2 separate regions of the Mus musculus genome follow, and region 1 is linked to region 2. The links are chromatin contacts, called in public promoter capture Hi-C maps. All regions are on one chromosome and are shown on one strand. The core of a region is the stretch at or near the end of the contact, and the rest is flanking DNA. Distances in the headings are between cores, read along the strand shown. Region 1 holds the start of Tff2 (trefoil factor 2 (spasmolytic protein 1)). Region 2 holds the start of Glp1r (glucagon-like peptide 1 receptor).

Region 1 (4,781 bases), core at 742-3,241, 240 kb after region 2:
ATGCCCGGGTACCCACAATTCTTGCGAGCTGACACTTCCATGACACACTGCTCCGATTCTGGTTGTGAGGAAGAGCAACATCCAAGGCTTTGTCAGGCTGGACACTCACTGAGGGCTACAAGGTCTGCCTTCTTAGGGACACTGAATTTGCAGGCTCTGAGTGTCCCAAGGAGCTCCTTGGGGGTGGCGTCTCTCAGGAGAGTAATGCCCAAGGACTGGTTGTCCTCCCCACAGGAGGGCACTAATGTTGGGAGGTGATCACAGAACTTTTGCAGAACTGGGGCCTCGGGAAAACCACGTTACCTTCTCTGGACTCAGCATTGAGCTCTGTGAAATAAGAGCAGCCCACTGTACCACGCCCAGAAGCTTGAAGACATTGATATCGAAAGGGACCCTGGACGCAGCCACTAACCTACCTGGTTTTTCTTCAGAGCATGCTGGTCATTTGGGAGGATATTCCCTACCACGAGTGCCCCAGTGGCAAAGCCCATGCCTGCGGTGAACTCACACACAGCTGGCATTCTTGTGCGTACTGTATTCACAGTTTGCCCTGGCTTGAAACCCATCATATCTGATGCCTCCACGCCCCCTTCCCAAGCTGCTTTGGAAGTTACATTTTTATGTACAGGCCAATGGTAGATTTAGGGTATGGGATGGGGATCGGGGAGGGGGTAAGGGTATAGAAGAGGCATTTAAGGCTTCCTTCGTGTTAACCTGGGCTAGCTCTAGCTCAGCTAGGCTTCCAAGCACCTGCTGTAGACCTTGCCCAGGGCCAGGTCCTAAGCCGACAGCTGGCAGAAGGACCTGGCTCTCCAAAGTTTACCTTGGTTTGGAAGTGGGTGGAAACACCAAGGGACCCCAGCGACGCTAGAGTCAAAGCAGCATCCAAGATCAAAGCACTGCTCACTGGTGATGCCCGGGAAGCCACAGTTCTTTCTGTTGTGGGGTGTCAGCCTGGAGCACCGACAGGGGGCTGTGGATAGAGCGAGCCATCATGGTCATCCCTGCCCAGCATGCTAGATGCTTCTTCCAACCTGCCCTGGGAGCTTAGGACACTTGCAGAATCTCATTGCCCAAGGGGTGACATGAGGTCTTATTTTGCCCATGTTAAAGCTATCTGGCTTCCTCCTGGGGAAACCAGGGGAGGCTTTTATTGAAACCATTTCATTTGTGAAAGAAAGAAAGAAAGAAACAAAGAAAGAGGGAAGGAAGGAAGGAAGGAAGGAAGGAAGAAAGAAACAAAGAAAGAAGGAAGGAAGGAAAGAAGGAAAGAAAGAAAGAAAGAAAGAAAGAAAGAAAGAAAGAAAGAGAGGAAGAAAGAAAGAAAGAAAGAAAGAAAGAAAGAAAGAAAGAAAGAGAGGAAGAAAGAAAGAAAGAAAGAAAGAAAGAAAGAAGAGAGGAAGAAAGAAAGGAAGGAAGGAAGAAAAGAAAGAAAGAAAGAAAGAAAGAAAGAAAGAAAGAAAGAAAGAAAGAAAGAAAGGAAGGAAGGAAGGAAGGAAGGAAGAGGTAAAGAGAGAGAAGGGAAGGGAAGGAAGAAGGCGACACAAACCTTCTGTAAAGAGGGTGACTCTATGAACCTATGCAGAAGTCAAGGTCACAAGATAGGCCCAAGACAGCAGGCCCTCCTGTCCTCCTAACCAGGCTGACACCTGTAGACATAGCCCTTCTGAATAAGAGATTCTGGGTGAGCTTCCCACAGCAGCACCCAGACAGCAGGGTGCTGTCTAGCTCCTTGCAATCTGTCACCCTGCCTTTGTCCTTTGAGGGAACATAGAGAAAAAACCCACCTAGTCCAGGTCCTAGATGAACTACAGCCCATCACTCAAGGGGGCTCAGATCCTACCTTTCACCTGCTGGGTCTCCACGGACTTTTACTTACAAGGTTTCTCGCCCTCTACCAGAGCATGCAGTCCCAAAACCAGGACCACTGCCAGCAGGGGGGCACCTCGAGGTCGCATGTCTGCTCCACTGGACCTGGGCAGCCTGCAGAATGCCCAGTTCCCACCAGCTGGCATTTTATTGGCTCCTGTTTGTTTGCTCAATGGCCCTGATAACTGTCCCTTACTCGTGGCCCCAAGCCTCCTAGGTTCTTTGTGCAGAAAAGCTGACATGGCTCCAAGTGGAGGCCCAGAGGAGGTGGGAAAAACCCCTCCGGACATGGGCTGGGTCAGGCTGGGTCGTGCCAGGTTACTGAAAGGGGAATGGGCCACGTATGCAACTGGAATAGGGCACCCACAGGGTCACACCCAGGAAGGGATTAGCCTCGTGGTGTTACTCTGGGTAAGGTTTGTGCCTACTGTAGAGACTTCTTAGGTTTTGTTTTTTGTTTGTTTTCTTTTTTTGTTTCTTGTTTGTTTGTTTTGTTTTGTTTTTTAAATATTTGAAGTGAATGACGCTATGGAGAAACAAAGAGCACAGAGAGAGAAGGTCATTATATCCAGGAGCCTCCCAGGGGAGGGGGAGCATCTCCAGGGGACCCAGTCTGCATTCCTGATGCAAGGCACACCCTACTTCACCTGGCTCCCTGCCAGCCCCAAGGACTGTTGTACACAGAGACCAGCCGCCAGGGCCTAAGGGAGCCGTCATGGGGCAGGCAGCTTTCTTCATCCCTGAAGCTGGACACTCTTTGCCCCGTGGGGATACTTCACTTCCCTCACACAGTGCCTAGGACTGAGATGCCCACCCATGAAATGCCCCGGAGAGGGGATTTGTAAAATGGACACCGAGGACAGAACCCAGGGGATCAGGACAACTCAGAACAGAAATGTCAGAGGAGAGAAGGAGAGGGACTGTGTGTGTGTGTGTGTGTGTGTGTCCTTTGGGGCTGAAGGAGTCTGCCCAGCTGTGGGAGATAGGCTACAGAGTCCATGACTCGGATACAGAATTTAAAAGCCTTGGCCCCATCCCAGGCTCTAAAGAGCAGACCTAAATCCTCAAAACCTCACCTGGATCCTTGCAAACCCAGCAGGGCTCTATTTCTCTGTGGCACATCCCAGCGGTTCTTTATCTCTGTGTTTATTACGTATCTTTGTTGTTGTTGTTGCTGTGCTGTTTTGGTGTCAACTTGACACAAGCCAGGGTCATCTGGCAAGAGATGGAAAGCAGACTGAGTAAGCCATGGGGGGTGGGTGGGGGGAAGCCAGTAAGCAGCATTTCTCCATGGTCTCTGCTTCAGTTCCTGCCTCCTGGTTCCTGCCTCCAGGTTCCTGCTTGGTGGTCCTGTCTGACTTCCCTCAATGACTGACTGATAGGGATGTATTGGATAAATAATTGCTTTTCTATCCAGGTTCCTTTTGGTTATCATAGCAAGGGGCAGTCAACTAGGACAGCCATCAAGATGATAAGACTTGCCAAGAACCCATTTTCTTGAACATCCTCATTCCTCCCTCCTCTCTGGCCCACATCCCAACCCAAGTTCCCCTGCCCCATCAGGGGTTCCGCCAAAGCCACCTGTCCCCTGAAGAGACATTTATCTTTCCTTTGAGCATTATCCCTTCCCCCTGTACAAGCCTGTGTCCTGATGAACAGGCTATCCATATTATGAGCACTGCACCCCCGCCCCATTCCATATAAAGTCAAGGGTACTGCACAACAATAGACAGCCATATCTGTGGGACCAGGCTGTGGGCCAATCACAGAGGCTCAGGAGAACCCCACAGCTACAGTTTCCACTTTATAGGAAAACTTATGGGTGCTGTGGATACAGACTCTGCACTGTGCCACGTCTATTGCACCTGCCTCACTGGGGTCCACTGACCCGTCTCTGATGACAAGGACTCAGTCCCAAGGTCATTGGCCCAAATCTTGGTACAGGCATAAACGGCTTCTGAACCCCAGGCAGGTCACATGCAGACTGATGGCTGCCGGGCTCTGTATCTTCTGTATCTTCTCCTGGACTCTAGGAACTTCCCCTTCTCTCTCTCTCTCTCTCTCTCTCTCTCTCTCTCTCTCTCTCTCTCTCTCAGAACCTGAACTCTCCACGGACAAAACACGGGCTTCTTTCCCGTTCAGTACACTCTCGCTTCTAGCACTTTCTCTGTGGCTACCACAGCAGCTGCTTCCTTAAATCCTAACCCTCGACTCCACAGCAGCTCAGCTCTCCTTGTCTGTGCCTCTTCTCCTCCAGCCCGACTTCCAGGGGGCTCACATCACCACCCCCCCCACTACAACACCAGGAGCACCCCGCTGCCTCCTCCAGGGCTTGCATGTGCAAGCCTCGCGCTGCTGCTTCTGCGCATGCTCTCAGACCAGCCGTGACTTCGTGGTGTGATTTTTCTCATGTCTTCTCTCCACTCCCACCTCCAGCCCCACCCCAGTCTCCCTGCACACCTTGGGGGAGATGGTGTTTATCTATTCAGGCAAACTGGAATTCCTCAGGTACTAGCCAGTCTTTCTCGGAGCACACAGAAAAAAACGGTCCAGACCACCCTCTCCTGTAGGGGACTCTAAAGCCCTGTCAAATGACAGGAATCCAGAAGAGGGAAAGAAGGCAGAGTAGAGAAACAAGAACCAGGCCCAGAACCAGGGTAGCTGGGTGGGAGAAGGAAGAAAACGAAGCCGCAGACCATAAATGTGAGTTCCTTGAGTTCTTAGTCAAATCCTTCACTGCCTTGACCTGAAGGCCAGACAAATCGGATATTGAGGAAGGAAGGGATGCTCAGCGGGCTGAGCATGCGTGGAAGCAGCAGCATAAGGCTTAGAGGACCGAGCTCCCCCATGCTCTGAACCCGAGGTAGGAGGCAGCCGGACACTCCCGGTTTTGTAGTGGTTCTAAGAGGGTG
Region 2 (4,390 bases), core at 261-2,760:
GTCTTCAGGACAGGTCCCTCTGGGCAATCAGCTGGTCCTTCCCTGCAGCTGGACTTTTGATGTCCTGATTGGTTCTAAAGCGAGCCACTTCGGGTCATTTAGGTAGATGCTGGTACCAGAAAAGCGAAAAGATCTGGAGACCTTGATGAGCAGAGAATGGCTACTCACTCCAACCTGGGCTGAAGTTCCAGCTTTGCTTTCCGTAAAAGCCCTAGTTAGATCATTTATTTGGATGGATGGTCCTGACAGCTAAACAGCCAAGCCTGTGTGGCACACAGGGGGAACCTGCTTGACCTCAGGCTGGGGCTAAAACAAGGGACTCAAAGGCAGAGCTCACCAGAAGGGAGCTTCTCTCTCTGAGTGGAGCGCGCTCCGCACCTCTCTTGGCTGTCTCCCTCCGCGGGATTGAGCACTGGATGTATAGACCCACTTCCTGCAGGACTTTGGGAAGTTCTGTAATCTCTAAGAGTTGCAGCTATGCATCCAATCTCTCTTCTCTTCCAGAATGGTCCAGACTAGCCCTAGGCAGGTCCAGGGCTGAGTAGAGCCACACCCAACTTCCTTATACTAGTTCATGGTGGGGGGGGGGTGCATCCTCTTGCCTTCCTCAAGAGGTTAGTGGTACACCTCGGCTTGCCTGTCCCACTTATTAACTCACAGAAGAGGTAGGAGTCTGGAGCTCTCCCGACCTGTACTGCAGCCAAGGGCAAAGGTGTGGTGTAGGAAGACAGACTGAAGTGCATAGGGTAAGCTAGTCAGGGCACACATTGTAGCAGGCCCAGGGACAGCAAGGGGTGGACAGGGAACATTTGGAAAGTTCTAGAAAAACAGAATCCAGCCTCAACCCTCTTCACCCTGCAATTTCTAAAGTTTTAGATAGAAAGGACCCTAAGGACTCTTCTGGGATCTCTTGTCCTGATCCCTACCACCTTGACTGCTGTGCAGGCCCAGAAGGCTGGGCTTGGGATGAGGAGAGGATTGGGGAAGTAGGTGGCACCCAACTAGTCCGATCTTTCTTCCCTAGTAACTAGCAGCTTGTGGGATACTTTCCAGAAGTCTGACCAACACTATGACCTTGTACCAATCCTACACCTTTCCTGGCCTCAGTTTCCTTTTGGAAGCACTGACTCGGTGGGGGCGTGGCTTTCCTTAGTTGAGGGGGAGCCAGGAGGAGATCGGGGTGCGGGGGTGGGAGGCGGGCTCCACTGGTCGCAGCGAGCTGGCCAGGCGCAGGCACCACAGGCGCTCAGAGCTAGAAGCTCCGCTCCTGCGGCTCTTAAACCTGAGTGGAGCCCGCGGGGAGCACAGCGCCGAACATCTCCTGGCCCGGGACGCTGGAGGCCGGTCTGGCCCCGGGCCTCCTGAAACCCAGGCGGAAGAGGACAGGGACCCCGCCCGATCCCTCCTGCGGACGGGCGGGGCGGCCCCACGCCAGCTCCTCCCCCCGCAGCCCGGCAGGGATCAGTCGCGGCGCGCGGTTCCGCAGGTGGCAGCTATGACCCAGTCCTGAGCGCCCAGCCATGGCCAGCACCCCAAGCCTCCTGCGCCTGGCGCTCCTGCTGCTCGGGGCGGTGGGCAGGGCCGGCCCCCGCCCTCAGGTGAGCCCTGGGAACCCCGGTGACAAATGGGAGGGGGACGCTGCGGTGTTCTGCGGGCACAAGAGCTAGCGGAGGGGCTCCTGGACTTGAGCAGAAACTCCGGGACCCCAGACAGGGGAAGTGCAAGGCTCAGGCGAGGAAGAGACAGAGGAGTTGAGGAGTCCAGGTGGGGATTGGACATGAGGTGACTACCCTCATCCTGAAGAGCTGCCTCACTTCTCGGCTCCAGCTGCTCTGTCAGGGCACCAGCTGCCCCAGGGTTGCCCTGCTCTGACTTCTGCGACCCGTCTTTGTCCCTTATTACTTTCCCAACTCCTTTTCCAAACCCACTGGCACTCTGCCTTCCCTCTGTACTCAGAACCCCTGCGGTGCCTTCCCCTGCACTCCTCCTGGGCTTCCTTGTGTATGGGGTACCCAGGAAGCTCTAGAGGACCGAAGGGGCCTGGTTGTAGAAATGCAGCTTCCTCCCATCACCTCATCACAGTCTTTGACTCATAGCCCCAGGGACCCTGCAGCCTGTTGTCCTTCCTGATGACCTCCCAGGTGGCACTGACTTGCCACCTCCACCCCAGCCTCTGCAGCAAACATGCAGCAGGTTCCCTGTTTCTTCTGGATCAGCCAGGCCCTCTCATACACTCGGCTAATACCCATCCTAGACCCCCTTGGATTAATAACCCACCAGAAAGAATACCGAGGGTCACCGGAACATCCAACCTCCTTGGTGTCGCCAAAGACTAGGTCGCAGCTGGACTCTTGTGGGCTCTTCTCTGACTCTCTCTGACCTGCCTGTGAATCCTGCCCCAGGCTCCTGCCCTGGCCATGATGGCCAGCTGCTTGTATGGAGGGCGGTTGTTCAAATGTGCCAGGATACCCTTGCATAGAAGAGGCCCAAGGCTGGGCAGTGTTCCTATAGAAGGGAGTACTTTACACATCATGTCTTGTGTCCACCTCCAGAGCTAAAGGGCTTAACCGTTGGGGAGTGGGCCTGCATCCGTTTGAGCTTGGTCTGACATAGGAGGGCACAGACCTCAGCCCTGGCTGAGAACCGAGTTGTGGACAGAGGTGCCTCCCCAGGAAGTGCACTGTCTCAGCTCCCAAACCCTTTCCCAGATTAATCCTCTCCCTGTTCTCCAGGGCCAACTGTCCCCAAGAGATACCTTCCCAGTCTCTGGCACTGCCTCTCTGTTCCCCTGCAGGCCATGGCTTTCCTGGTGACATTGGGATCTTTCCAGCCACAACCGCAGATTCGCTGCTCAGTTCCTTCTTGTGAGGCAGGATGGTGGGGATTTGAGCCTTCTGGTCCTAGGCTGCTGTGGGTCACATTTGCAGATTAGGTTGAGAGTGAGGGGACAGAGCCAAGCTTGAGGCCTTCCTTTCTTCTCCCTGCAAGACTCCCTCCTCTAATGTCAAGCATCTTGACCCTTACTCCAGCCCTGGTTCATAAGAGCAGAAATGCAGGTGCTGAAGAGACACACTGGAGCTTTGATGGGGTGCCCTTGTTATGGCGAGTACTAATGTCTCCGGTAGCCGCCTGCAGAGGTGTGTGTGTGTGTGTGTGTGTGTGTGTGTGTGTGTGTGTGTGTGACAGGCAGCTTTAACGTTAGATTGCAATAATTACAGCACAACCGCATGGACCCTGGAAAGACTCAAGAATAAATTTTGTATTTTACTTTCTGTCTGTGAGATCACCTTCCTGTCATTCGTGGTAGGGTGAGTACTCAGAAACAGGGTTCCCTAGGTGGTAGGGTACAGCAGCTTAGGGATGGGGGAGCAAAGAGAGTGGGACCCCAGCTCTTGGCCCATGCCTTCCTCCTGCCCGGTGGGCATGAAGGCCAAGGGAGCAGGTCTGGTGAGGGCAGAAGTTGCTTCCCTGCAAATTAAGGGATGGTTGAGCTAACTTGTGCCAAACGTGACCTAGGCTGTTCCAGTGTGCTTTCTGGGAAGGACCACTCCTCTCACCCTGTTCCCTTCTACCCATAGACCCTCTATGAGGGAGCTGGGCTACTGAGAAGCTAAGCAAGCATTTGACACTTGACGTTCCAACCGGGTGGAACTGGGTTCTGAGGTCAGGTCTGATCTTTGCTGGAACTCTTTAGCAGGACCCTCGATGATCCTAAACCCAGTTTCTCTATCAGTAAAACAGGGATCATAGGGTCTGACATGGAGGGATGGAGGGTCCCTAAGGGGACCCATTTCTGAAATGGCAGCTTGAGGCCTCTGGGAGAAATGTCCTTTGGAACCTGGTGTGTCCCCAGGCTGCAGAGTACAGCCTGGTGCAGGATTGTTGCAAGCCCCTGGCCTCTGTACTCCAACAAAGGGCAGTGGGGGCTGAGGCTTCGGCTTGGTCTGGGTAGACTTTGTCCCTAGCTGGGCTTCCTTCCAGACACAGACCCAGCATAGGGCTGTCCAGGAGCAGCCAAGAAACCACATCCTGTCTTCTAGTGTCTGGTGCACCTGTCCTCGGCAAATTCTTGTGTGTGTGTGTGTGTGTGTGTGTGTGTGTGTGTGTGTGTGTGTGTTGTGTGTGTGTGTGTGTGTGTTACACAGAGATGCATATGAGATAGATTGGAGATAGGTGTCCAAGATATAAGAGGCTCCATTTCTTTTTGTGTTTGTTTGGGACCCTTTGTGTCACAGTGGATCGGTGTCACCATGTATGCAGCAATGTATTAGCATATAATCACACGTCCAACAGTTCGTGCGCTTGTGTGTACTTGCATGTGTGTGTGTGTGCCTTGATATCCTACCTGTTATACTGTGCTTTTGGGAAGGTATGGGATTGTATATAACAG

The links. Promoter capture Hi-C pulls out the DNA fragments that hold promoters and counts their contacts.
Region 1: a promoter capture Hi-C map of embryonic stem cells shows a contact between it and region 2, with 2.7 times the contacts expected there. The contact joins the promoter of Tff2 here to the promoter of Glp1r in region 2. A contact is called at or near these places in 2 of 39 promoter capture datasets (embryonic stem cells and stem cell-derived epiblast-like cells).

What each region holds. Positions count from the first base shown.
Region 1 is chr17:31,142,291-31,147,071 of GRCm38.p6, forward strand. Tff2 (trefoil factor 2 (spasmolytic protein 1)) reads right to left here and starts at 1,992. Exons shown (of 4, transcript NM_009363.3): 1 at 1,880-1,992; 2 at 824-973; 3 at 1-58. The coding sequence starts at 1,958.
Region 2 is chr17:30,900,357-30,904,746 of GRCm38.p6, forward strand. Glp1r (glucagon-like peptide 1 receptor) reads left to right here and starts at 1,511. Exons shown (of 13, transcript NM_021332.2): 1 at 1,511-1,598. The coding sequence starts at 1,521.